7 separate regions of the Mus musculus genome follow, and all the other regions are linked to region 1. Evidence: chromatin contacts called from public HiChIP or PLAC-seq, capture Hi-C and promoter capture Hi-C data. All regions are on one chromosome and are shown on one strand. Each heading gives the region's core, a stretch centred on a gene start, on an enhancer-like site or on the middle of the called end of the contact. The rest is flanking DNA. Distances are from core to core; before and after follow the strand shown. Region 1 holds the start of Zswim4 (zinc finger SWIM-type containing 4). Region 2 holds the start of Rnaseh2a (ribonuclease H2, large subunit). Region 3 holds the start of Gcdh (glutaryl-Coenzyme A dehydrogenase). Region 4 holds the start of Syce2 (synaptonemal complex central element protein 2). Region 5 holds the start of Rad23a (RAD23 homolog A, nucleotide excision repair protein). Region 6 holds the start of Dand5 (DAN domain family member 5, BMP antagonist). Region 7 holds the start of Pkn1 (protein kinase N1).

Evidence for each region. HiChIP or PLAC-seq counts read pairs in DNA pulled down with a chosen protein or histone mark. Capture Hi-C pulls out chosen DNA fragments and counts their contacts.
Region 2: a contact with region 1 is called in a promoter capture Hi-C map of liver. The contact joins the promoter of Rnaseh2a here to the promoter of Zswim4 in region 1. A contact is called at or near these places in 1 of 39 promoter capture datasets (embryonic stem cells), 7 of 115 datasets of contacts at active chromatin or transcription factors (astrocytes, bone marrow-derived dendritic cells, bone marrow-derived macrophages and 4 more) and 2 of 9 other capture datasets (adipose tissue and liver).
Region 3: an H3K4me3 HiChIP or PLAC-seq map of bone marrow-derived macrophages shows a contact between it and region 1, with 4 times the contacts expected there. The contact joins the promoter of Gcdh here to the promoter of Zswim4 in region 1. A contact is called at or near these places in 2 of 115 datasets of contacts at active chromatin or transcription factors (astrocytes and bone marrow-derived macrophages) and 2 of 9 other capture datasets (adipose tissue and liver).
Region 4: a FOXA1 HiChIP or PLAC-seq map of pancreatic cancer cells shows a contact between it and region 1. The contact joins the promoter of Syce2 here to the promoter of Zswim4 in region 1. A contact is called at or near these places in 2 of 39 promoter capture datasets (the C10 cell line and embryonic stem cells) and 2 of 115 datasets of contacts at active chromatin or transcription factors (embryonic forebrain and pancreatic cancer cells).
Region 5: a contact with region 1 is called in a promoter capture Hi-C map of liver, with 4 times the contacts expected there. The contact joins the promoter of Rad23a here to the promoter of Zswim4 in region 1. A contact is called at or near these places in 4 of 39 promoter capture datasets (the C10 cell line, embryonic stem cells, erythroid cells and 1 more), 1 of 484 Hi-C or Micro-C datasets (CD4 T cells), 8 of 115 datasets of contacts at active chromatin or transcription factors (bone marrow-derived dendritic cells, bone marrow-derived macrophages, effector CD8 T cells and 5 more) and 4 of 9 other capture datasets (adipose tissue, embryonic stem cells, liver and 1 more).
Region 6: a contact with region 1 is called in a capture Hi-C map of embryonic stem cells, with 3 times the contacts expected there. The contact joins the promoter of Dand5 here to the promoter of Zswim4 in region 1. A contact is called at or near these places in 3 of 39 promoter capture datasets (the C10 cell line, embryonic stem cells and erythroid cells), 1 of 484 Hi-C or Micro-C datasets (myocytes), 5 of 115 datasets of contacts at active chromatin or transcription factors (astrocytes, bone marrow-derived macrophages, embryonic midbrain and 2 more) and 4 of 9 other capture datasets (adipose tissue, embryonic stem cells, liver and 1 more).
Region 7: a promoter capture Hi-C map of liver shows a contact between it and region 1, with 2.9 times the contacts expected there. The contact joins the promoter of Pkn1 here to the promoter of Zswim4 in region 1. A contact is called at or near these places in 3 of 115 datasets of contacts at active chromatin or transcription factors (effector CD8 T cells, large pre-B cells and thymic regulatory T cells) and 1 of 9 other capture datasets (liver).

The regions. Positions count from the first base shown.
Region 1 is chr8:84,234,952-84,238,756 of GRCm38.p6, reverse strand. It overlaps Zswim4 (zinc finger SWIM-type containing 4), which reads left to right and starts at 1,715. Exons shown (of 14, transcript NM_172503.3): 1 at 1,715-1,890; 2 at 3,653-3,805. The coding sequence starts at 1,753.
Region 2 is chr8:84,964,495-84,968,299 of GRCm38.p6, reverse strand. Rnaseh2a (ribonuclease H2, large subunit) reads left to right here and starts at 2,224. Exons shown (of 8, transcript NM_027187.4): 1 at 2,224-2,440; 2 at 2,658-2,729; 3 at 2,857-2,983; 4 at 3,082-3,169. The coding sequence starts at 2,314.
Region 3 is chr8:84,891,922-84,895,726 of GRCm38.p6, reverse strand. It overlaps Gcdh (glutaryl-Coenzyme A dehydrogenase), which reads left to right and starts at 1,806. Exons shown (of 12, transcript NM_001044744.1): 1 at 1,806-1,985; 2 at 2,043-2,172; 3 at 2,253-2,279; 4 at 2,563-2,706; 5 at 2,834-2,896; 6 at 3,155-3,325. The coding sequence starts at 2,046. Gm39213 (predicted gene, 39213) reads right to left here and starts at 1,719. Exons shown (of 3, transcript NR_168730.1): 1 at 1,621-1,719.
Region 4 is chr8:84,869,909-84,873,713 of GRCm38.p6, reverse strand. Syce2 (synaptonemal complex central element protein 2) reads right to left here and starts at 1,603. Exons shown (of 5, transcript NM_027954.3): 1 at 1,461-1,603; 2 at 882-994. The coding sequence starts at 1,475.
Region 5 is chr8:84,838,681-84,842,485 of GRCm38.p6, reverse strand. Rad23a (RAD23 homolog A, nucleotide excision repair protein) reads left to right here and starts at 1,834. Exons shown (of 9, transcript NM_001297606.2): 1 at 1,834-1,992; 2 at 3,531-3,692. The coding sequence starts at 1,921. It overlaps Calr (calreticulin), which reads left to right. Exons shown (of 9, transcript NM_007591.3): 9 at 1-398.
Region 6 is chr8:84,821,075-84,824,879 of GRCm38.p6, reverse strand. Dand5 (DAN domain family member 5, BMP antagonist) reads left to right here and starts at 2,057. Exons shown (of 2, transcript NM_201227.3): 1 at 2,057-2,511. The coding sequence starts at 2,200.
Region 7 is chr8:83,697,528-83,701,332 of GRCm38.p6, reverse strand. It overlaps Pkn1 (protein kinase N1), which reads left to right and starts at 2,154. Exons shown (of 22, transcript NM_177262.4): 1 at 2,154-2,366. The coding sequence starts at 2,346.

The DNA of each region.
Region 1 (3,805 bases), core at 466-2,965:
GAATATCATCCTAAGTGAGGTAACCCAATCACAAAAAAAAAAAAAAAAAAAAAAAAAAAAAAAAAAAACCCACACATGGGCTGGGCATGGTGGTGCACACCTTTAATCCCAGCACTCAGGAGGCAGAGGCAGGCAGATTTCTGAGTTTGAGGCCAGTCTCGTCTACAAATTGAGTTCCAGAACAGCCAGGGCTATACAGAGAAACCCTGTCTCGAAAAACAAAAACAAAAACAAAAACAAAATGGAAATAAAGAAACAAAGAAAACTAAGACATCACTGCTGTTATTGAGACAGGGTCCCGCCGGGGATGTAAGATTCCCTTGGAGTTGGAGTCACAGCGATCATGTGCCATGTAGGTTCCAGGAATCAAACTCAAGTCTTCTGGGATCCATTGACCGGTGCTCTTAACCTCTGAGCCATCTCTCCAGTTCCTCCATTGTGTTCTTCCCCCTACAAAAGAGCCCCACTTGAGCAGCCCTGTTTCAAGGGTTCACAGGCTACTTATGAGTGACTGTTAGTTGCCACGGTGGGGAGGGGTCTGTCCAAAAGCAACCAGTGGGCTAGTCGGCTTCTGTGGACCAGGTTGGGTTTTTCCTGCTTTGAGGATCCTAAACACTAAATGGGATCACAGCTATGTTGGCAGGTTTTAGTCTGAACTGCTACTGTACGCTGGGCGCTGTTCCACGTGCTGACTTGTCTCCCCATGGACGTACACTTGATCCTTGGAGCTCAGAGTTCAGAGAGACATTTAACAACCCCCCTACCCTGGTATCTCAAAGAGCTCTAAAGGATGAGGCAAGAGGATCTCCAATCAGACTAACCAGGGTTACATAATGAGAGAAGGGGGGGGGGGGTTCAGAGGTAGTGCAGGGTGGTGGGCCATCTAATCCTGGACTAGATGAATAAATGATGCTGGAGAGGCCGCGACGGTAGGAAAACGCAAGGTTCTCTTAGGTCATGGGGGTGGGGTGTGGAAAAATGACGAAGATGGTGAGTGGCTTCCGCACTGTGGAAAATATAAGCTGAGTCAGGGGGAAAAAACGATTCGAAGTGGGGGATTTGACATGCATTAAGTCCAATCTAATGAAACTAACACTCTCATGGGTCGAAATGGGCAATTTCATGTTCATTCCACAGACGTAGAAAGGATTGGGGTGTCTTAGCTCGCAGCTCAAGAGGAACTCGTAAAGTTAACAGCCCACAGCGAGCGCATTGCTAGGAAGGACTGTGCTGGCCCGGGTCGGCTCTTAGAGCATCCAAACTGTACCAGTGGCCCAGAGAGGTTATTGAGTTTCTAGGGTCATTACAGCTCAGAGAGAGTCAACCCCGGCCGGGAGGCGGCCGGAAGCGACCCTCCGTAAACAAAGCCGTGTGTAGGCGCAGCCCCAGCCGCCAGGCTAGAGGGCCGGCCCAAAGGGGCGGAGAAGGAATGTTGTGAATGAACGTGAGACCTCCCCGAAACTCCTCACAAGGCCAAGCCGTGGGGTTCCCTCATTTTGATTGGCTCATACCGCCCCGTGATGGACAGCGACTCTTCTTGCGACCTCTTATTGGATGGCACAGAAAAGACGGACGTGGAGATTGTCGAATGAACAGCGGCATCTTGGAGGCGGGTCTTTGAGGACAGCCAATAGAAAGGGAGAAATAGGGCGGTGGGGGCGGGGCCTCGTCTGAGGAGGCAGCGGCTGCTAAGACGGCTTCATTGTTGTGAAGAGTCTTAAAGGGGCCGCGTCGTCCGGCCGGCTCGGCCGGATGGAGCCCCCGGCGGCCAAGCGCAGCCGGGGCTGCCCCGCGGGGGACGAGCCCGGGACCGGGGCCCGTCGCAGTCGCCCCGAGCCGTTGTTGGACCTTAGCGCCAAGCGGGTGGCCGAGAGCTGGGCCTTCGAGCAGGTAAGGCCCCGGCCTGCCCCAGGCCTCACACCTCGCCCCCTCCCCAGCAGCCAGCCCCCCACACCGCCACCCCGGGCCCCGCACCCCGAGCCTCTCTGCCCGCGACCCTCCGGGTCTCTATTCTGACCTCTTTTCTTCCTCAAGAGACACACCAGCCCAGAGACCCACACTGCCCCACTCCTGCCGTAGGGTTTCCCTGTCCCACCCTCCAGGAAGAAGACCCCCGTCTCTGCAGGGCCTATACATGACACCCCTGTATCCCTTTGCTCCAGCCTCCAGAGCCCACCAGTCCTCTCCAGATCCCCGACTGTGGGACAAGAGGCAGGGTCACTGAGGGAAGGGCTCTGTGCCCCTCCTCCCCCCTTCCCCCTCCCTCCAGCTATTCCAGAGCCAAGATTGGGATACAGAGGCAGAGAGGCTCCTGGAACCCCTACTCTGTGACTTGTGGAGTGGTGTCCCGAGAAAAAATTCCCCTCTCTCTGTCTAAGGGTCCCCCAAGAAGATGGGAAGGGTCCGAGGCTCCTCTCAGTCCCATACAGCTGTCTTTCAGTCTGACTTTGAGTGTTCTTGGCCTCACAACTCTTCCTGAGTTAGGATGGATGGGTTTGGACTGACCGTGGACTGAGCAGGCTCTGATTCATGACCGGAAAATCCCTCCTTAGTCATCTGCCAACTGTCAGGAGCCGAATCACTGACTCCCCCTTCTCTCGTAGAAACCTTGGGTAGGGCCTCCGTGCTGTTCACCCTATGTGACATGCACAGAAGAACCGTAAAACTGTCTTCAGGACTCTCACAGATCTGCCTTGGCCCAGCCAGGTGCTAAGAGAACTCTGGGCAGGTTCTGGAGCCCTTGTGGAGTTGTTCTCACTTTGAGGAAACTGGGGCACAGAGACGTTGAGAAACTTGCCCAAGGTCACCCAGCCAGTCACTAGCCAACTCAGATTGGAACACAGCCTCGAATGCTGGCTCCATTCCTTGGAGTCTACAGGGGATGGCAGGTCAGCCCTTCCCTCCTAGAGAAGGGGCTTTTTTTTTTTTCCTCAGGGGAGGAACAGGGGAAGAAATACCCAGGGTGGAACTGATGTTGGGAGTCTGAACAATTTGGTTTAGGGATCCTGAAGAGCTGACTTCATCTCTGATGTAGTAATGCTGACCCCTTCAGGTTCTCAAGCTGTCATGCCAGCTTCCTCAGGCTCGTTCTGAGGCTGTGACACTGACCCAGTGCTATGGTTTCAGCATCTTGTGTCCCTGTGAAGATGCCATCTCCATAAGGGGCTGAGCAGAGGGAAGGCTAGGAACCCACGTCCTCGGTCTTTCTCACACGTGTATCTAACTTCTTCTTGTCCTGCACAAAGCCTGGGCTGAGGAGGGTTTTACCCCAGACCCCTGCGACCTGCCAGTAAGAGCTTCTAGAATGTTAACTATGAGCCAGGCACTGTTGTAAATAAATATGATTGTATTGGAACCTATTTTGTTCCTGGGAGTTTCATTGTATCATCCAAGCTGGTGTTGAACTAGTTGACACAAGTATAGCCTCCCAAGTTGTTGGGACTTCAAGGTGTACCACCATTCGTGGCTCACTTATATATATTTTATCTTCCCAATCTCCATAGGATGGTTGATTGTCACATTGCTATTTTATACTTGAGAAGACAGACTCAGAGAAGTCAGGTGCTGTTTATAAGCAGCAAGATTGTGCTGCTTATAAACAGCAAAGCCAGGATTCAATCCCAGGTTTCTAACCCACCAGCACTCCCCACAGGTGGAGGAAAGGTTCTCCCGGGTGCCGGAACCGGTTCAGAAGCGCATTGTGTTCTGGTCTTTTCCACGAAGTGAGCGGGAGATCTGTATGTACTCATCACTGGGCTACCAGCCCCCAGAAGGTGAGCAGGACACCCGGGTACCATTCACCCGT
Region 2 (3,805 bases), core at 975-3,474, 730 kb before region 1:
ACTTTGTTGCTACAAGTTAGCTCAGCACCAGGGGGTTTAAGTGCATTTATTATGTCAATTATATCATTTAACTTAACATCTGTCAGCCTTGTTAGTCAGGTGGCACTGGGCCTGCTGGGTAGGCCCATGATTAAGTCCCTGAAGACAAGAGTCAACTTTGGATGGATGTCGGGTATGAAGGACAGGGAGTGAATACTCCCAACTGAGCTGGCTGGCGGAGATTAGAGGTGTCAGTTTGCAACTGTAGGCAGCTTACTGCTGTCTTTCTGAAAGGGTGGTTTGCTCTTCCTAAGTCACTGCACAGAGGCAGCAAAGTCTTAAAAATACCAGTTGTTACTATTAGGTTCCTTATCTTTGTCCCTCCCTGGACAAATCCTTTGTATGGTGGTTCACTCCCCAATTGGGTTTTCATGTCCACCCTCCATCTCCAGTACTGGAAGACTCAGTCCTAGGCCCGTGGGGAAAGTGGCATTGTTTCTGCAGCCTGGGCAGACAGGAACGCAGCCGTCAGGTGTTGGGCACGGCACCAGTCCCTGTGTTCATGGACCGAGAGAAGCTGGTACAGATGAGGCCGTGCCGGCAACAGGATTGCTCATCTTGCAGCCTGAAGGACTGCAACTAGAGGCCCTGAGCAGAGGTGAGCAACAGACGGGACATGGCAATGCTAGTCAGAACTGGCTGGCAGATCTAGGGCAGGGACTTAACATGAGGGCGCGGTCCTTTAATCCCAGCACTTGGGAGGCAGAGACAGGCAGATCTCTGGGTTCGAGGCCAGCTTGATCTACAGAATGAGTCCCAGAGTTCCAGGACGGCCAAGGATTCACAGATAAACCCTGTCTTGAAAAATAAAAACAAACAGCAGGAAGAGAAGGAACTGAGGTGGTGGCTGGTTTGAGGTGAGTACTAGGGCCCAAAGTCTGAAGCTTCAGGTTGGCTGGGGAGCAGGCACCTGACTTCAGACACAGGAGCTTTTCCGACAGCCATGGGACAAAGCAGGAAACGCTGGAAGGAGAAAGCCCTGTTGGAGGTTCAGGCCTGTGACTCAGGCACTCCTGAGGCAGGAGAATCAAGAATTCAAGATCAACCCAGGCGATATTTAATAATATTTAAGGCTATGTTTAATTTAATATTTTAGGCTATTTAATGCTACATGAGACCCTGTCTTAAAAAACAAAACAACCCCCCCCCAAAAAAAAAACTTGGTGGCAAGCAGAAGCATGTGATAGAGGAATGATGGGCGTGTGTCTCATTGACCAAGAAGACAATAGAGTGTGCTCGGAGTGGCTAAGGAGTCCGGGAGATGGGAGCTTCCTAAAATAAGGGATAGCAGAAGAGAGGAGGGATGGGGGAAGGGAGGGAAGATACCTGCCTGATGGGTGCAGAGCCTAAACAGGAAGCAGCTGGGGCCCGGCATCTCCCACAGTGGTACAGAAGGCTTTCTTTCAGAAAGATGATAAGGGACAGGTCCTAGAGGCAGCAGTGTCCTGGAGAGCCATTAACTTCAGGAAATGTGAGTCAGAAGGCCTCAGCCTTGTGGAATCTGGGACACTCAGTACTAGGAGCGGAGGTTCTGTGCAGCGTGGTGGGGAGGGAAGGTGGGTGTAGCTCTGTGAGTTCAAGGCCAATTTATGTAGCAAATTCTGGGTCAGCTAGAGAGACACAGTGAGACTCTCCCCCCACTGCCCCCACCCCCCAAACAAATAGAGAGACAGAGACAGATAGCCATTACAAACATGAATGGAGGTAGTAGGAGACCGGGACCCGGTGAGACCAGTGTTCCGCCTGTGCAATGATATTTGATCTTGTAAACCTCCAAAAAATATCAGTTGAGTGAGGGTTGGTAATTCCAGCATAGGAAATGGAGGTAGGAGGATTATGGATAGAAAGTCATCCCAGGCTACATAGTGACTTCAAGGTTGACCAGCCGGGCTTTATTAGTTGTCTCGAAAGAAACAAACCAAACAATCTGCTTAACTACATCTTAATTTCCTCGTTATTTCTCTCTGTACCAGTCACTGAGGGCCAGGCTCCAGCAGCAACGGGGCGGAGCTTGCAAAGTGACCCTGCCCACCCTCCATTACAAACCACGCCCTTGGAGATAGTCCTCAAAGACTACAATTCCCAGGAGAGAAGAGCAGACCAGCGGCGACAGCAGCGCGTGCGTAAACGACCACGCCGGAGGGCGCATCGAGGGCGGATCCTGCGAGCCGATTGGTCAGCATCAAGAGCCACTGCAGTTTTCGCGGAAAACGCGCGCTGGGACCTGCGCTTGCAGTGTTGTTTTCTACAATTGTTGGCTGTCGCAGAGGCAGCATGGATCTCAGCGAGCTGGAGAGGGACAATACGGGTCGTTGTCGTCTGAGTTCTCCTGTACCTGCTGTGTGTCTCAAGGAGCCGTGCGTTCTGGGCGTGGATGAAGCGGGCCGAGGCCCTGTGCTTGGTGCGCTTCCAGGGCCGCGGGCTGGGAGGCGCGTGGGTGAAAGGGGTGCAGTTTTCAGGGAAACCGGAGTGAGGATCATGCTGGGCCTTGGGATCCGGAAGCGATAGTGGGATGGCCTTGGGCCGTGGTGATGATGGCGCAAGGTGGCTTTTACGTACTGTACTCTCTGGTGGGAACCCTGCTCTCAGAACTCTTGACTTGTCCTCTTCCTACCAAGGTCCCATGGTCTACGCCATCTGTTACTGCCCCCTGTCTCGCTTGGCAGATCTGGAGGCCCTGAAAGTGGCAGGTGAGCCTGTGCAGAATGTCTGCACTCTGGGTTCCTGGGTATGTGCAGGGGGGCAGGAGAGATACAGAGGGGAAAGCGGAATCGGGAAACAACCACTTGTCCCCTTTTCTTTTAACTTTCTTCCCAGACTCTAAGACCTTGACAGAGAACGAGCGGGAGAGGCTCTTTGCGAAAATGGAGGAGGATGGAGACTTTGTGGGTTGGGCTTTGGACGTCCTGTCTCCAAACCTGATCTCTACCAGCATGCTTGGGCGGTGAGGCGTCCCTTCATGAGTGGGGGGAAGAGCAACCAACACAGGCAGGCTGCGTCCTGCCTTTGCAATGGTGTGGACTAAACTCTGTCCTTTACCAGAGTCAAGTACAACCTCAACTCCCTGTCACACGATACAGCTGCGGGGCTGATACAGTACGCACTGGACCAGAATGTGAATGTCACTCAGGTGAGCTGTTGGGTTACAGCCCTTTGGTCACCTTCTGATAAAAGGGACTTTAAAAAGTTGAAGTTGGGTCTGTATTAGTGATAGATTGTTAGTCTAGCATGCATGAAGTCCTGCTTCCATCCCAGCACTGCATAAAGTCAGAGTCGTAACACTTAGGAAATGGAGGCAGGAACATGAAGAGTTTATGGCCACCCTTGGATAAAAAGTGAGTTGAGGGCTGGTGAGATGGCTCAGTGGGTAAGAGCACCCGACTGCTCTTCCGAAGGTCCAGAGTTCAAATCCCAGCAACCACATGGTGGCTCACAACCATCCGTAATGAGATCTGACTCCCTCTTCTGGTGTGTCTGAAGACAGTACTTACATATAATAAATAAATAAATCTTTAAAAAAAAAAAAAAAGTGAGTTGAATGTCAGCCCAGGCTACCTCCAGCCTGAACCCTGTTTTTTTTTTGGATCCGTAGCATCCAAAGGTAAAGCCAGGCAAAGCAACAGAAACCTGTCACCTCAGTGCTAGGAGTGAGGGGACAGGAAGATCATGGGTCTGGATAGCTGACCAGTCCACCAGCTGAATTGTTGGGTTCCAGGGTTAGTGCAAGACCTTGTCTCCAAAAAAAAAAAAAGTGGGTCTAGAAAGA
Region 3 (3,805 bases), core at 557-3,056, 660 kb before region 1:
TGTGGAGTTTGACTTTATAAGCCTTTTGTAGATCTGGCTAGGGGAGAGTGCTCTCAGGTGCAGCCCTCATCCCACACTGGAAGCCATACCTAAATAAGCCTCTTCTTATTAAAATTTATTTATGGTTATGGTGAATCTCTAAGGAACCTGACTGTAACAGAGGCCCTGTGTTAAATGGGCCTGCCTGAGAGACTGTCCAGCAGGTCAAGGCACTTGTCACCAAGCCTAAACACCTAAGGTGGATCCCTAGGACACCCATAGTGGAAGGCGAAATGACTCTTGAAAGTTGTCCTTTGTCCTCCTAAACATGGGACATGGAGAGCTGTGCATACATTGCGTGCTCTCTCTCTCTCTCTCTCACCCCCCACACTAAATAGATAAATGTAATTAAAAAATGAAAACAATGCCGGGCGTGGTGGCACACGCCTTTAATCCCAGCACTCGGGAGGCAGAGGCAGGCAGATTTCTGAGTTGGAGGCCAGCCTGGTCTACAAAGTGAGTTCCAGGACAGCCAGAGCTACACAGAGAAACCCTGTCTCGAAAAACCAAAAAAAAAAAAAAAAAAAAAAAAAAAAAAAAAAAAAGAAGAAGAAGAAGAAGAAGAAAAGAAAAGAAAAGAAAACAACTGGAGGAATATAGTTTAGTTCAGTGATGCAGTATTTGTTGAGCTTGAGTAGAATGCTAGGTTTGCTTCCTAGCACTTCACACACACACACACACACACCACAAGATACACTTGTAAAGATGACTATCATAGTAGCTTTCACCCACACACAGCTACAAGAGGAGACATAGCCAGTTATTTTATTTTATTTATTTATTTTTTTTGAGACAGGGTTTCTCTGTATAGCTCTGGCTGTCCTGGAACTCAGTCTGTACACCAGGCTGGCCTCAAGCTCAGAAATCCACCTGCCCCTACCTCCCAAGTACTGGGATTAAAGGCGTGTGCCACCACTACCCAGCTACATAGCCAGTTACAAGATAGAAATACAACCCCATAAAATGCGTTACAGGAAAGTCCAAATGACAAGTTGCTGCCCTCAGACTTTGACAACTGAGAAGAGGATCAGAAGAATTTATTACTCACAAGCCCAGAGGAGAAACCTACTGTTGGTCTGAGCAATTGCACAGATGGGTTTCTATAACATTTATAGTTATAACATTATTGCTAAGCCAATAATCTTCATTGGTGCCTTAAACTAAAAACCATAAAAGGGTCGATGTAAGTCTATAAGGGGAAGTCTCTCTGTGTGGTTGGTCAGTCAAGCACTTTTGAGAATCAGATATTGGAGCTATGGTTAGAGCTTTCTCTTTTTGAAGGACAATTGTTAGATGGCTGCTTTGTCAGGATAACCAGTTACTATTTCTCAGGAGAGTTTATACAGTTATGCCCCCCCTTCTTTTCTATTCTTGTCTTAATTTTCTCCAAATCAGTGCATACTCCAATAGAAACTGTAACATCCAAGACACCCAGTTATAACATATTCTAGATTATTCTGCACAACACCCAGAAGGTAGGAGAACCACACAGGTACACAGAAATGCAGTTACTTTGCCACAGAAGATCACATCCTTCCACGAAGTACACACAAAGCAACAAGTTGGGATGGGGCTCACCACCTTTCTCTCTGCAGGCACCCCATTTGCGGATTTCGCAAGGTCTGGCCTCCAGGCGTTCTTATTGAACTTGGGATCCCGCTTCTCAGGCTCTGGGCAACTAGCTAACCAGGAATGGGCGGGGCAGAAATACAGTTGGCCAATCGGGTTTGCACACTTGTTTCCGCCCCTTCCTGGTTCTGCTGTTTAAAGGAGAGACCTGCCTGGGCATGGAAGAACCCGCTTGCAAAACCAGGCAGCTGCCTTGGCTCTTTTAAAAGGCAGAGCCACAGAGGAGGCGGTGTTCTGGGAGGAACCAAGGAGGAACCAATGAGCAACCCCTATTAGGCCTAGTGTGCTGGTCCCGGAGCACAGCCCGCAAGCACCAGGTATGAAGGGTATGGGGTGGGAGAAGGCTGGTCCCCGCTGACGCTCAGCCCTTCCAGGTTATGGTTCCTGCAATGCTCACCGGCTACATGTCCCTGAGAGGAGTCTCCGCGCGGTTGCTGAGCCGCAGGTCCGGCCTGCGCTTCCCGCGTTTTCCACGTACCTGGAGCTCGGCGGCCGCCCACACCGGTCAGTGCAAGGCTCTGGATGGGTGGGCAGGGAGACACAGGACACTTTCTCAGTGTGGCGTTCTCGTCCTTTGTTTGCAGAGAAGACACAGATCCGACCGGCCAAATGTAAGATCACCTACCCACCTATTCCCAGTCCAGCTGTTTCTCTGACCCATGCTAGTCCATGAATGCAAGGACTTCTGGGAAGGGAGGCTGGGTTATCCCCAGGGTCAGAAGTCTAAAGTAGAGGGTATTTGTTTCTACTTGGCTGGAGAGGGGTTGCGCTTGTCAGACTGTTTTGAAGCCAGAATTCACCTGGAGCGAGATGGGGGGCGGGGAATGGGTACAGCTTAAAAATGTGAAAGAGGATAAGGGGTTCTGGCTGACTCGACCCCCATACTCTACCCAGCCTCTCGCCCCGTGTTTGACTGGAAGGACCCACTCATACTGGAGGAGCAGCTGACTGCCGATGAGAAACTGATCAGGGACACCTTCCGTAACTACTGCCAGGAGCGGCTTATGTCTCGAATTCTGCTGGCTAATCGAAATGAAGGTGCCTTGGTGGAAGGGTGGGCATGCTGGGTTTCACAACCATACATGATTTGCATGTGCTGCAGTCCCTGGAGTCAGGGACTCCATGAGACTGAGACAGGGTCTGATTCTGACACCCATCTCTGCAGTTTTTCACAGGGACATTGTGTATGAGATGGGGGAGCTGGGCGTGTTGGGACCCACCATTAAAGGTAAGGACATTTCTGTGTATACTATGCAGCCTATACCCACCTACAACATCTTGAAGGACCATCCCTTTTCCTCAGTCACGCATTTCATCTGTAAAATGGGCAATGGTTATCTCTCCTGAAAACAGCTGTGGGTTTGAGAGGAACAAAGTCCTAACCAGGGCAGCCCCCTGCCCACTTCCAGAAGGGCCATATTACAGCCCTACTCAGTCCCAGGGCTGATCTTTGGCCTTTGGTCTACCCGTTCTTCTTTTGCACCAGGGTATGGCTGTGCTGGTGTGTCGTCGGTGGCCTATGGGCTCCTGACCCGAGAGCTTGAGAGGGTGGACAGTGGCTACAGGTCGATGATGAGTGTTCAGTCCTCCCTTGTCATGCACCCCATCTATACCTATGGGAGCGAGGAACAGCGACAGAAATATCTGCCCGGACTGGGTAAGCAGCTGTTGCCAAGAGGAGGAAAGTCAGATGTCGGTCTGGAATGCAGGTCCCGCCTGGTGTCCCTCCACAGCCTGCCTTCTTTCCTACAGACCACCTGTGTCCATGTCAGGTCCTAGGACTCAGTTGTCTTCCTTGATCTCCTGCCAGCACTGTCGGTTCCTCTCTCCCCCCAACCCTTTGATTTTACCTCTGGTCACCATCATCTCCCCTTGGATTTGTTTTCTAGGCCTCTCACCCCTGTCCAAAGTTTAAAGTCTTAACTGCTAACCAGATCCACGAGGCTCATGAGCGGACCTTTCCTCTACTTCTTTGGCTACTCAGATTTTATTTGTAGATATGGTCTCACTGTGTAGCCCTGTTTGGCTGGGAGCTTTGTAGACCAGTAGCATCAAACTCAAAGGTCTACATGCCTCGGTCTCCCGAGGAGGGACAGCTTGGATTAAAGGCATATACTATCATGCCTATCCTTCTGGC
Region 4 (3,805 bases), core at 354-2,853, 640 kb before region 1:
ACTTACTTTGTAGACCAGGCTGGCCTTGAGCTTAGAGCCCTGCCTTCCTCTCAGCCTCTGGAGTGCGGAAATAAAAGGCACGTGCCACTATGCCCAGCTTTTTTCACCCCTTTTCTGTTGATGTCTTAAATAAAACACACACACATATAAATCCACAAAAGAATTGAGAAACTAGCCGGGCAGCAGTGGCACATGCCTTTAATCCCAGCACTTGGGAGGTAGAAGCAGGTGGGTTTCTGAGTTCGTGGCCAGCCTGGTCTACATAGTGTGTTCCAGGACAGCCAGAGTTACACAGAGAAACCCTGTCTCCAAAAAAAAAAAAAAAGAAAAAAGAAAAAGAAAGAAAAACAAAAACCAAGAGAAAATGAGTCTAAACATGAGGATTCTATGCATCCTGAAATTAAACCTTGTGGATATCAAAAGGAGACTGCCAGTACCCAGAACCAATGTGGGCACCTGTTGTTAGCATTTCCTGTAGGCTCCGCCCAAGAGTTACCTAGCAACAGCCAGGTAAGACCCTGGCTCACAGGTAAGGACTATTTGGCTCTGGTGTCTGTCTCCCCTCCCCTCCTCTCTCTCCATCTTCCCTCTCTCTCCATCTTTCCATTTCCTCCCTCTTTCGCTCTCGCTCTCTATTTTCCTCCACCTCTCCCTTCTCGCCAGTAAACTTCCTCTATATGAGGTCTGTCTCATGGCTGTCCTCACGAGGACACCTAGGCCGGGCCCGCCACGGTGCTCCACTTGTCCTCTGCGGCTTCATAAAACACCAACCTGGAAGGTGTTAAATCACCCGTGGACCAAGGCCCAGGGCAGACCACGTGGAATGACCTACGTGACCAAGGCGGGGCCCCGGAAGGGCAGCTGGGCCTGTCACTCCTCACCTCGGGGCCACTGAGCCGGGCGTCTCCTCGTGGTTCTCACTCTGCCGATGCTCTCCGCTCTCCACAATCGCCGGCGGCTCCTGGTCCTTTAACTCCACGGGAGGCGCGGCCACCTGCGAGCGCAGCCAGCTCTGAGAGGCGGGGTGGGGAAGCTCAAAAGGGACGCGCTAGCAGGGAGGCCCCGGGGTCAGGACCCTCGGGGCCGCAATGGGGGGCGCGCTAACACCTTCCCGCGGAGAGTAGTTAAAAGGAGGCCGAGTGTGGCACACGCCTCGAACCCCTCCTCAGCCTCGGGAGGCGGAGGCAGGCAACCGCTGAGGGTTCGAGGCCCGGCCTGGTCTACACCGTGTGCTGTCTTCGACCAGCTCCTGAAGCGCACCGCACCCCCTCACAGCCTCGTCCACCAGGCCCCACCGTCTCGTTAGTCAGGAAACCTCGCCTCTCCCGGCAAGAGGCGGCTCCAACCGCGGGGAACAGGGCCCGGGTTCGAATGTGTGGAGGAAGTCTCTGTTCCCCGCGGCCCTAAGCCCCGTCGCCCGCCTCCCGCCGCCCGCACACGGGAAACCGCACCGCACTCACTCCGTGGCGCTCCATTCCGTCTTTTCCCGCCTCAGCGCCCTCTGCGCACGCCACGCCCCCTGCACGCCCCGCCCCGAGCACGTGCTGAATGAAACGCGCCCTGGCCCCGCCCCCGCCCCCCCCCCCCCGGGGGCGGCGAACTCGAAGGCCCTCCGAACTGGCTCTGCCTTTTGGGCTATGCTGGTGCTATGTGGTAACAGACGGATTTGTGTTGTATGGACCGGTGGGCGTCTGAGCTCATAATGCGTAGGTGCGGGACTCGGGGTCACCTGTGGCCCTCAAGAGTTTGAGGAATTCACACTGCGTCAGAGTTCCGCCCCTTCGATCTACAGTTTGTGTGGCGGCAGTGTCTTTTTAAGACAGGGTTTCTCAGTGTTTCCCTGACTGTCCTAGAACTAGCTCTGTACATCAGACTGGCCTCAAACTCACACTCTCCTGCCTCTGCGGCTAGAGTGCTGGGATCAAAAGTATGCGCCACTAGTGCCCAGATCAAATTCTTTTGGAACAGGGTTCCACTATGTCCCAGCCTAGGACTCTGTAAACCAGGCTGACCTAGAACTCTGAGATCAGCTTGCCTCTCTGCCTTGGAATTGAAGGCAGGCACCACCTAGGAACAACCTTCATTTTATTTTATTTACATGTTATATATGATTTAAACTACTTTTGGGCACCTTCCAACTAAGGCCAGAAGAGGGCATCAGATCCCCTAGTTATAAGCCTCCTGGCATGGATTTTGAAAACCTAATTCCTGTTCCCTGATGCTCTTCATCGATGAGCTGAATTTTATTTTTGTTTTACGTTTGACCTATTTTGTGCATGCCTATGTGCCATCCACTCCGGGAGTGTGGAAGTCAGAGGACAGCCTGAACGAGTCCACAATCTCCTTCCACCGTGTGGGTCATGGAGATGCAACTCAGGTCATCAGACTAGGCAAGCACCTGTACCCACTGAGCCATCTAGAGGGATCTCTTGTGTTTAAGTGGTTTTTTAATACACATTTTTACGGGTGTGGGTGTTTTGACTGCATATATTTATTTCTATACTACGTGTGTGCATAGTGCCCATAGTGGCCAGAAAAGAGGTTCAGGTCCCCTGAGGCTGGAATTACAATTGTGAGCCACCATATGGGTGCTTAAAATTAGACTTGGTCCTCTGCAGGACAAACCAGTACTTAACCTCTGAGCCATCTTTTCAACCCTTTCTGTTTTTGCTGCTACATCCCTAGCAGCTTGGGGCCTGAAATGCTATGTGAGGGAATGAAGAAAGGACAGACACACAGTGAAACTGGGATCCGGTGGCTTCTCTAATGCTATGGCTGCAACCTGGACCCTCAGCTATTTATTAAATACAGCACAGCTAGTCTTGGTAGGAAGAATCTGGGGGTGAGCAATCCTAGCCTGCAAACACCAGGAGAGGAAGCCAGATCTGCTAGCCTTTGTACACTGGTTGATTATCTGGAAGCCATCATTCTGGAACTCTAGGGAAAGAGTTGCCGTTCCTCCTGAGCCTGGTTCATATAGGTAATTGATTAGACAGGTTTTCCAGGGGTCAATTGGTCTTGGACTCCTGTGCCCAGATTAAGATATACATTCAGGCTGGACTCTACCTACTCAGGGCTCCCTCTGCTTGCTTTCTGTCTCTGTATAGCCCTGGCTGTCCTGGAAGCTCTATAGACCAGGCTAGCCTCAAACTCAGAGATCAGCCTGCCTTTGCCCCATCAAGTGCTGATTCAAGGGGGAGGGGTATACCACCAAACCCAGCTGAAAAACTGGCACTCCTAAAATACATTTCCTTTTATTACTGTAGTGATTAAAAACTAAAACTGTTATAAATGTTGCAAAAATAACTGGCAGATCATAAATTTATTGATAGGAGGCAACAAACTAAGTGTTGCTGGGTGATGGTGGTGCACAGCTTTAATCCCAGTGGTCAGGAGGCAAAACCAGGCCCATCTGAGGCCAGCCTGGTCTACAGAGTGAGTTTCAGGACAGCTAGGGCTACAGAGAGCAACCCTGTCTGGAAAAAATGTGGGTGACATAAACCTATATAATCCAATGTCCTCTTCTGGTATGTCTGTGTCTGAAGGCAGCTACAGTGTACTCACATATATAAAATCTTTAAAAAAAGAAAAAAGACATACAGACAAAATAACTATACACATAAAAATAAATTAAAAAGCAAAACAAAACAATCCAAAACACCACCTAAACACCCAAGAGCCAAAGCTCATCTGAAGTCAGCCCCCAGAAAAGCAAGTTCAAATGTAGACCCACAAAGCTTTATGAACGTATTCCTCAGAGCTCATATGATTTTTTTTTTAAATAGTCTAAGTATCTGGCCCAGGG
Region 5 (3,805 bases), core at 585-3,084, 600 kb before region 1:
TTACCCCCCCCCCTTTTTTTTTTTACTGGTGTTTGTCTTTAATTCTCCTTCAGCCCTCATCTGGTTTCTCATTTTTGAATCAACATCTTTTCCTTCTGTCCCTCCCTTTCTCCATCTTTTGGTCACTACCCTCCAACTCTAGGAACAGGGGTGTAGAGGAGAAGCCCTAGGCTTGAGATTTCATCTGCTCTCCTTCCTGCATCTCAGAGGAGGGCAGGAGAAGGGGGTGGTGTTTTCCCTCCCCCCGCACTGAGGAAGAATGGGGCTCTTCTCATCCCCTTTCTCCCTTGCCCCCAGGACTGGGCCACTTGTGGGGCAGCCAGTTCTAGCACAGCTCACACTGAGAGTGTAAGAACTACAAACAAAATTTCTATTAAATTAAGTTTTGTGTCTTCCCTATTGTGTCTCCTTCTCTGGGAGGATGTACATCAGGAGCTAAAAGCAGCCTTTCTCAGGTGCGGGTGACGTATGTTTCAGCTACTGGAGTTTGCAGAGTCTCAGAAATGTCATTTATATGTATCCCATAGTCTCTAAATGGGAGAGTAGCCATCAGGTCTTGATCCTAAACTCATAGACGTGTAAGTTTTGATTCTAGCACAGACCTCATTGACAGACTGACTAGAATTTAGTGAATTCAAATATTAGCCATCTTGGTTAAAAGTGGGATGGATCTGTTGGACTGACACCTAGGAAAGCTGAGCAAAGTTCACAGTAGTGGGGTGCATGCTGGTAGATAATAGTCAAAGGGACTGACTGAGCTCAGGGACAGTGATCTACTTTCCCCAAGGGCCCATGGTTCTAGGACTGAGCTGATAAAGATAGATTCCAGGATTGGGTTATGTAGTTCAGTTGGACACTTAGCTAGCATGGCCTGGGTTCCATCCCCACCACAAGGAAAAGAAGAGACTCATTGTTGAGTCTCAAGGCTGCCTTTTATACTCTAGTGTAGTAGGTTGAAGAATGGGCAGGAGGAAGCCTGTGTTCTTCACAAGAAAGTTGTGATCTAGCTTTCAATTCTGGAGTCTAGACTCAAGTGAAGGGAGGGAGGCAGGCCTTGGTTAATTGCCTGATCATTGGTGTGGATAGAAACACTGGGCAAAGCAAGCATCTAAGAGGATGGTGATGTTAGTTCTGTTTGAGAGTCCCTTAAATCACCCTGATGAACTGCCCTATCCTGAGTCTGACATTTTCATTACTTTTTGGTATGTGAGGGTGGTCTAAAGCTTCATGAATACTACCCCTTCCCCCCACGAAAAATGTAGGTACCTTAAGAGTTGGTGTAAGTAAGGAAAATTTATGGAGGGGAGAATTACATATTTAATATAAAAGAACCTTGAAAATGTTTGGATGAATAGGTAGGTCATTGCAGGATTACAAAGATGTGGGGAACTCATGAACTAGAAGTGTAAATTTATTCCAAAAATTAAGATGGTCCTTGAAAATGGGGTCACATAGTTGCCCTCCTCTACATTGATTGATGGTAACTTCTAGGCAGTCCTCTGCTAAGATTCCTTTTATTTTGACCAGATCCAAATTGGGTCACTTGAAATAGGCAGAATGTATGAAAAATAACTTAGGAGCAGAAATCTACAACAAACACCTTAAAAACTTTAAAAGTCCTTAGGAGCCATTTTGTGGGTATAATGACATCACTGTTAGCAGAAATGATGTCACCAAGACAGCGGAATGCTGGTGCACACAGCAAAAGCTCACAAAGCTAAGATTGCGCATGTCTAAGGTAAGGTGCAGCCGCGCATGCTCTAGAGGTCGAGGAGGGTGTCACCGGCGCTGACGATCGGCGGGCGCTGCACACTTGCCCCGGAAGTGCTTGGCGCGGCGCGGCTGGGCGCTAAGATGGCGGCGGCGTGAGTTGCATGTAGTACGAGGATCCCGGGGCTGCCGCATTGCTCCGGCCCCGCCATGGCCGTCACCATCACCCTTAAAACGTTGCAGCAGCAGACCTTCAAGATCCGCATGGAACCTGACGAGACGGTGCGGGCCGGAGCCCGGGGGCGGGAGCGACCGGGTGCCGGGGTGGGTGGGGGCAGGGATGCCGGGATCCAACGGGAGGGGCGGAGAGGACGCCGTGGCCAGGCCCTGCCCTCCCCCAGCAGCCCGACCTCCTCGGATCCCCCCGATCGGCCCTGCCCTGCCCCGGCGGCTCGGGCGCTGTTCCCGGGCCAGTCCCTGGGAGTTCCCAGGTCTGGCTCCCGTGTCAGCTGCGGGCTCCGCGTTCCCAGCCTGCAAGCTGCTCAGGTGGCACAGTTTGCCCTCAGTGCCAACGAGGTGCCGACTGGTGACTACAATGATGATAATAATAAATGGTCTTAATCTTAATAGTTTTGGTGGTCCGTCTTTGTTGGCCGTTTATTCTTTACCAGTTTATTCTTTACCAGAGTATTAGTGTCATCTTGCTGAGTCTGCAAAACAGTGTTGTCGTTTGGGGACTCCTGACTTTCCCCTTTTGACAACCACGGAGTTAAGGAACTTTGCCACGGTCACAGCCAATAATGACAGTGACAAGATTTTTTTTTTTCTCCATTTCACATAACAGCAGCCTAAACATGCTGTATGAACTTTTGTTTGGTTTTGCTTTTTGAGAGTGGAGTCTAGTCTTGTTCTTCTGGGCTCATGTGAACCTTCTTTACTTAACCTCCAAGTAACTGATATTGCTGTCTTGGGCCACCTCCCCTAAACCTTCTCAAAACATAGGTTGAAGCCATTGGTGTACCCTCAGTGAAGTCTAAGCTTGGTAGTCATGTTCATAATCTCTGAGCAGAGATTACCTGGAGTTCTAGGCCAGCCTGGGCTATGATGTTTTAGGCAAGCCTGGAGTTGAGTACAGAATAAAATCCTGTTCCAAAAATGGAGGGAAGAAAGATGACCTCAGTAAGTACAGAAAAGTTACTGTTTGAGGCCAGCGATGGATACACCGTTTCATTTTCTTATTACTGTTTCCCCTCCTAACCACATCCCATTGGAAATACAAGTTTGCTTTTCTTCTCACATCAGTGTCTTCTTCATGAGAACACTGACTTGTGTTTGTTCTGTTCCACAGGCCTCTGTAAAACAAGTTGTAAAACAGGTTGGGGATGGAGCTTTTGAATATACAAGGCCTGAGCTAGGGGTCTGTCCCCAAACCACCACTACCATTACACACACACACATATACACACACGGTGAACAGTTCCCGTGTCTGGCATGTAATAGACTGCTGTCAGCTCGATAGATTGAATAGGAATCTCATAGGATTGAAAGCAAAGCTTTTTCTCTAAACAAAAGGGAAGAAGAAGGGAACCTAAGGGTTCGTGATGGTCATTGTATTCTATTTGAAATGGTCTCACTATATAGTCCTGGCTAGCCTGGAACTTAAAGAGATCCACTTGTCTCTCCTAAGTGCTGGGATTATAAGTGTGCACAACTATGCCTGGATTTCACTGAGGGTGTCTTGGTGTGTTAGTGCTATTTATAAATGCACGCACACTGTACTATTAAACTTCTGTGTTTAATACCTGTACTCCTTACTCTAGGTAAAGGTGCTGAAGGAGAAGATAGAAGCTGAGAAGGGTAGAGATGCTTTCCCCGTGGCTGGACAGAAACTCATCTATGCTGGCAAGATCTTGAGTGACGATGTTCCCATCAAGGAATACCATATAGATGAGAAGAACTTTGTGGTTGTCATGGTGACCAAGGTGGGGAGATTAGCTGGGATGCTGGCAAAGAGCTTGTATGCCCAGGAGAGATTAGCCTTAGGCAGGGTGGGGCCATGATGGGGCAGGGTGGCAAGGCTTGATAGGGATGCTGC
Region 6 (3,805 bases), core at 808-3,307, 590 kb before region 1:
ATAAACATGCTTTTCTGGGAAATTCAAATATTTTTTATTTATTTTTATGTTCTTGAGACAAGGTTTCGCTGCTTATCCCTGGCTGCCCTGGAGCCAGGCTGGCCTTGAACTCAGAGAGATCTACCTGTCTCTGCCTCCCAAGTGCTGGCCAGCTTGTAAAAGTCAAATATGCAGCTATGTCTACATAAAGAGACCCTGTCTTTTTTTTTTTTATTTTTAAAAAGATTTATTATTTTATATATGTAAGTACACTGTCACTGTCTTCAGACACACCAGAAGAGGACACTGGATCCCATTACAGCTGTTTGTGATGGTTGTGAGGAGACCCTGTCTTAAAAAACTAAAACTTAAATATATATGTGTATATATGTGTGTGTGTGTGTGTGTGTGTGTGTGTGTGTGTGTATATCGCAGAAACCTAATGTGCCAGGTATGTTTAAACACTTGCATTAGATAGCCTCACTTGGTTACCAAGTCCTCAGATTGGAGTTGGTTGAATCCTTGAAATCACTATTTGTGGGTACAGAAGGCTCTCTGTGTGGCTGCAAGGTATTGTGGGACTCTGCCTGAGAAGTTTGGAAATTTCTGTGAAACTCTGGCTAGAGTGAGAAACAGGGGCAAGGATGGGTAGGCGAGGTTGAGAAAATGATGGAGAGATCCCCGTGCAGGATTTGGTGGGATTTGGAAAGGTCTTTAGCCTGCTCCAGAAGGGAGATGGGCACCTTGGAGGGATGTAAGCCAAGGGCCTTGACCTGACTGAAGTGCTCTCAGGTGTCTCCTGGCAGCCACGTGGAGCAAAGGAGAAAGTGGGAGGTGAGGTGAGTGCGCTCATCCAAAAAGAAGTGAGGTGGAAGTGAGAAGTGGGGGATTCTGGCAGAGAAAACGTCAAGGCCGCTGCAATGCTTGGGCTGCAGCCTTTGTCGGTATAGGACTGGAGTTGGCTGGAGGTTCTTCAGAAAGGATGTTTGAGGAACAGCAGGCTGGAAGCTAGTGTCCCAGGGTGTAGCGGCCGCTAGATGGCGAGCGCGCCGCGGGAAGGACCCAGGCAGCAGCTTCTCACGCTCCTGCCGCCATGCCTTGCTCCTCCTCACCTGGGTGTGAGATGCACCGACAAGGGCCGTGTCCGACCCCCACAGGCGCCTTGAGAACCCAAAGTCTGGGATGCAATCTCACGTCTTCTGTGTACTTCCCACCACTCTGTTCCCATCGCTTGTATCAGCATCTCAGGTCTCTGCAAAAGTGTCACCTTCTTGGGGGTGGGGGTGGGGGGGGGTCTTCCCTGACGGCCCAGGTATCAGAAACCGGTACCTTGATCCCTCTGAAATTCATTTCATCCTATTGTTTTATTTTTCCTTTGGAACAAGATCGCTCTTTAGCCAAGGCTGCCCTTAAACTCTGGATCCTCCTGCCGGTGCTTTTTATGTGCTGGGATGACAGATATGGGAGTTGTGGCCCATACCTGCAGTCTCTGTACTCAGGAGACTGAAGTGGATGAAGCTCAAGATAATGGCCAATCTGAGCTACATAATACAGAGGTCTTGTCTCCACCCCACCCAGTAATACAGTAGTAGCAGTCAGGTTAATTCATTGTCGTTTGGGTACAGGAGTGCTGCAGAGCTGTTTATAATTCATAAAGGTTTCTTCCTCAGAACAGGGGGAAAAAGTTATGGGTTCATGAGACAAATGAGCATGAGTATGTGTGTTTCAGGTCTCTCTGAGTCCTCAACACAACCTCTGAGGTTGTATCTGATGCTGTTGCCAGTATCCTGTTACAGAGAAGGGATGAAGCCCAAGGTGGTTAATGACCTTGCATGAAGGTGCACAGCCAAGAAACTTCAGGGCAGCACCGAAGGGTGTGATGTCACTAAGTGGATGAATAGGGGTCTGAGGGTTCAAAAGACCCCTTAGCTGCTGTCCCCTGGGCCTGCCTACCTTGATTCTCATGGTCCCCATGGAGCAGGCTCAGCCCCCCCAGGGACTCTCAGCAGGCTGGGAGGAGCTGTGGGATTGGCCAGGTCAGCTTCCCTTCCTTCCCTGCTGTGAGCTCCCAGAAAACAACTCTCAAGCTGCTCTCCAGGGAACAGTGATAAAAAGCAGACCTCTGAGGGCCCGCACTCCACACACTAGACAGCAGGGCCCACTGCGAAGGACCCTGAGCCCATTTTAAGACAAACAGACAAACGACTGCACAGCCAAGTGATGTTCCGTAGCCAGTTCACCACGCTGCTGGGTCTGTTCAGTGGGGCCTGGCTACCCACAGGCTCAGGGAGGCCTGGGGCCCCAGCGACCCCTGTTCAGTCCGGGACTGCTATCAATCAGAGCTGGACTCTGGATCCCCTGGTGCCCATCTCTGCCCTGGGTAGCTGGGAGGCCTTCCTGGGCCTGCAGAACAAACAGCAGGGGACAGGTGAGCTGCAGGGAGGAGGGCAGAGAGTAGCTGCTGGTGTGCCTTTGCCCTTGGCTCCTCAAGAAGTGCTTCAGGAGACTTGTAAAGCTCTGTCCTTTGTTCAGGTGAGTCTGTAGTGGTGGTGGTTGTGTCCATGGTGGTGGTGGTGGTGTCATCTTTGGTAATGATGGGGTCTGTGGTGGTAGCAGTAGTGGGGGGCACTCTCAGCAGTGTTCAGAGCACAGGTCCTATGGCCAGGCAGATTTGCAATTAAGTCTCAAGTCCTGAAGCTAAGTGCCTATAAACTTTAGGTTTCTTCCTTATCAAACAGGGCAAGTGGTTTTCCACTTCTGCCACTGTGGTTGCCTTTGTTTTCATTTCTCAAGTCTGATTTTTTTCTTTGTTGTTTTTTTTTGTTTGTTTTTGTTTGTTTTGTTTTTGAGACAGGAATTCCTGCAGCCCACCCTGACTTCTATGTAACTAAAGTGCTCTCAGGGCTGAAACTATGTAGCTAAAAAGGATTTTAAGATTCCACTTCTCGCACATGCCTTTAATCCCAGCACTCCTCTGCATACACACATACTCATGTGCCCACAGATATGTGCCATTACCTAGCAGTGGTGGCACATGCTTTTAATCCAAGCACTTGGGAGGCAGAGGCAGGCGGATTTCTGAGTTCAAGGCCAGCCTGGTCTACAAAGTGAGTTTCAGGACAGCCAGGGCTACAGAGAAACCCTGTCTCGAAAAACCAAAAATAAATAAATAAATAATTCCACTTCTCTTAGCCTGGTCCACCGAGTGAGTTCCAGGGCAGCCAGGGTGGCACAGAGAATCTTTGTCTGGAAAACCAACACAAACAAAGGAAGACAGCAACGACAGAAGATCCCACCCCTGACCTCACCTTCTGTGTGCAGCCGCACCTGGTTTACAGAACCTAGGGCTTCATGCGTGTGAGGCAAGCTCTTCCCACTGAGCCCCATCTCCAGCCACTGGCTATTTTAGCAGCCAGGAAGAGGCTGTTGACAAATCCATGTCCCTTGCTGCTCTCCAAACGACCAGGACTCTAAAGTTACTCTCCCGGTTCTAAGAGCCCACAAGGGTCTACATTCTTTGACCTCCCTGATTTGGGCTCCTCCCACTCATCCCTTCACTCCTGGCGGATGACAGACTTTCTTGTGTGCTGTGTGTATATGTTTAGACAGAGCTTTGCTCTGGAGCCTGCATTTGTACTGGGTATCACAGACTGCCCTCTAACCCAGTGATCCTTCTGTTGGGATCATAGGTGTGAGTCACCACACCCATCTTGGAGCAGAGGTATCTGTCTGTCTGTCTGTCTGTTTATTGTTACTGCTGTTATAGCTAAAGTCTTATGTAGCTTGTGGCTGGCTGTAAACGTCATATCTTCTTGCCTTTGCCTCC
Region 7 (3,805 bases), core at 905-3,404, 540 kb after region 1:
ATGAGCAAAGGGGACCAGCCTTGGGGAAATGTGACAGAAAGACATTTTATTCCAGATCGCAGCCTGTACAAAGACCCTATGGCTGGCAGCAATATGAAAAGACCAGAGTGGCTGGACAGACTACCTTGAAGGCCAAATGAGGCTGAGAAACCTCTTCTACGGCTGCTTCAAAGGCAAGCCCAGACTCTCCAGCACGGAGAAGCAGAACACAGTGATAGGTAACATATCTGGGGCCCAGAGTAGGCTGGAGATCGGCCAGGGATGCCTCAGGGATCTGGTGGGACTTTTATCATTGCTATGTGGAGATTTTACAATACATTCTTTGTCTGTCCCTTTTAAAGCCTAGAGTACAGCTCTGTTCCCAGTCCACCCAAATCCCTAGCAGATTGTGATAAAGACTCACTGAGTAAATGAATGCCGGAAGGTTAAGGAGACTCTGGCTGGATTCCCAAGCCTCATCCCCAGAGGCTGCTCAGAACCTGGCAAGCAGGGCTCTGGGCAAAGCTTTCTCCCTGCCAACTCCCTCCGTGCCCTCCTCATCTGTAAGATGGGTGGGTTCCTTGCCTGATATGCAAGGGACCATGAACATCCTGGCTTTATTATGAAAGCAAGGGGCGTCTCTCTTTTATCAATCTGTAAAAAGGAAGTTAGATGACTAGTGTGGCAAGCTATTTAACTCACTCCACCAACATTTGAGCTATAATGAGGGTGTCAACTTGCTGAAGCAGCGAGTGGCAAGTGACCAAGGGCGGCAGGTGACACAGGACCTGGTGGGCTCCTCCTGGAAATGTCTAGACTTTAGGCTCCGTTGGTATGCGGTTTGGGGAAGAGACTGTAAGGAGGAGGCGGCTGGGGGACAAGGAAGGAAGCCTCTACTGTAGTCTTGAGAGTTCAGTGATGGAGTATTGGGCCTGTTCAGGGCTTAGGAAGATGAGTTTGGGTGCCCCCCCCAAATGATAGGGTGCAGAAGAAAAGCCATCCTGTAAGTCACTCACTGGCCACCACACATTTGGCTTGGCATGTGTGGTACATGCACGTGAACACACTCAATAAATGGTATAAAGATTAAAATAGGAGTTGAAGAGATAGAAGCAATACTACTCTTGTAGAAAACTCAAGTCTGGACCCAGCACCCAGGTGGTGCAGTCCACAAACAGTTTATAACTTCCTTTTAGGGCATCCCATGTCTTCTTCTGACCTCCAGAGGCACCCACACACATGTGCATAACTCACACAAAGAAACACATATATACACATGCAAGAAATTAAATATGAGTCTTTTCTAGCAAATAGTATAAGATTAGTCTTTTGGACAGTAATTAAAATCATTATCTCTCCTACCTTATAGGACTTTTAAGGAGATGTTTTAATCCTCCTCACCCAGTAAAACTTTTGTTTATACAAAGCGCCCCCCCCCCCCCCGCTCCATTCTAGGAAATTGATCGCTTGGAGCAGTGACCCCTTTCCCCTTCAATTTCCTCTGCGCCAATTTTCTCAGACTAGCCAATTGAATAAGACTGCGAGGTCACCTGAGTTAGAATAGAAACCATATGCACTTCCTGTCTTCTCTTTGCTTTTCCGCAGCGCACTGTCTTGATGAAGAGTAAAGTTTGCCTTGTTCGGACATTTCATTTTGAAGGATGGTCTCTTTCTTTGCCACCCCGAAACTTATTCCTAACACACATGAATCAAAATAAAGTCTTTAAAAAAATGAGCTAAAAGTGACAACTGCTGGCATTTATTGTGCACTTGGGATCTATACACTTGCCCTACTCTTCCTCAAGTTTTACAGACATCCTAGTCCTGAGGGGTATTGTGTTCCCCCAAGGCCCAGGACACTGGGATTTGAAGTCAGGCTCTCCCTGTGTTTGCCTCCCGGGAAACGGGAGGGAGGATGCCTCTGTGCAGCTGGGCCGTGTGTGTCGAGGGTGGTGGTGGACGGTGACCATTGCATTCAAAGGGGTTGGAGGCGGGGGACAAGGCCTCTGAGGCTCGCGGTCGCTTAGGCCCGCTCAGAGTCCCCTACGCTACAAGGAGCGCTTGCCGCACCCCACAGCCAACAGGGACCCTATTTCCCCGCTGCAAGCCCCGGGGGCCGCCGGGAGCCCCGCCCCCGCCCCGCCTCCTCCCCAGGCGCGGACCTCGGCGCTCACGTGACCCACCCTGCAGCCGCTGGGGCCGGAGGGCGCAGCTCGGCGGAGGCCTGGCCAGGCCGGGCCGAGCGCAGCAGGCCGGAGCGCGCCGCGCGCCTGGGAGGGTCTGGGCGCCGCGCCTCCCGCCGCACCCGCCCGCGCGCTCGCAAGCCCTTCCTTGGCGCTGGGACCCCTGGCGGGCGGCCGGAGGACATGGCCGGCGACGCCGTACAGGTAGGCGACTTGTCCGCACCCGCGGGGCGGCCAGAAGGCGCGGAGGACCCCAGGCACGGGTAGAGTCCCGGACGAGGTCCCCATCGGGAGCCCGCGCGGGCCCTTGTAGCAGGTGGAGGCGCCGACCGGGTCGGAGGAAGGGGTGCTGTTCGGGATTCTACCCCAGCATCCCCTCCTTTGGCCCTCCCCGAGAGTCAGCGTGTGTAGCGGGGTCCCCACTTCGGTGTCCGAGGCTAGCTGCGGATCCCGGTGCCTGTCGTCCCCACATCCTACTCTGGGTCCTGCAGCGTTCGGTTTCTGTCAGGTGCCGCTTCACCTGGAGCAGGTGCCTGGCACCCTGCCCCGGACCGGAGGAGTGCCCGGCCCGATCCCCTCCCCCGCACAACAAAGCCCGGGCCACCCCCGCCTGCAGACGTCTTTACGATGGTCTTGACGCCACCCAGATGGGCACCTGTTGGAGGAAGTGTCTAAGTCACTTCACTAGGCCTGAGGCCGGGTTCCTCCTTCCGCCTTGTTCCCCATAACCACCCTTCAGGCTGACAGATGGAGCTGTAACCCAGGTGGGGCGTGTCCTGTCACACAGACAGGAAGGATTTTATGTCTGGAAGGTGACAGGGCTGGGTCTCTACTCCCTCGCAACAGACACCTGTGACTGGCATCTGCCAGCCACATGGCCTTCCCTGTGTGACCTGTTGGGCGTTACTGAAGCAGGGTCAGGGTCGGGGTGACTGACTCCCCACTCTAATTCAGTGGCCCAAAATCTGAGATCTTTGTATCTTTGTGGCTCCATTAATTCGTCACCATGCAGTCCATTGTCCTGTGTAACTGGTTCTCATCTCCTTCTACACCTGCCCCCATGTCTCCCCTGTACCCTTCTGTACCCGTCTTCCCCAGTCCTGCTGATGGCCTGCCGGCCTTGCCGAGGAGCTGGGCGTATCTGGTGCTGCCGATCTCACAAGGTCAGACCTCCAGGCTGATGCACCGGTGCCGGCTCCCCTTCAAGCCCACTGAGGGCTGTGCAGGGCTGTCCCAGTACATGCATGTGCTTGGTGTGTCCCGAGTAGGACGCACATGGAGGCTGTGATTCCCAGAATGAGGCTGGACCTACATCTTGGTCCCCGTCCCGTCTTCTCCCTTATGTTCATTCCCGCTTGGACTTGCTGCCTGGTTCCACCGTCTCCGTGCCTGTCTGTTCTGTGTCTGGCAAACGGATGTCCTGTCTAGATTCTGGAAACGCCCCAGGCATTGAAATCTCAGGAAGTGGGGTTTTGGGTTCCTAGCCACTTTGCCAAGAGGGTTTCCCCAAGGTGACAGTTCTTGGTCTGCTGTCTGCAGATCTGTAATGGCAGGTGGAGAAGCTGACCTTCTAATTCCTCAAGACCAGGCCAGGCGTTTGCCCTGCTGCCCTCAAGTGACTCCTTGTCCCTGGGCAGAAGTGA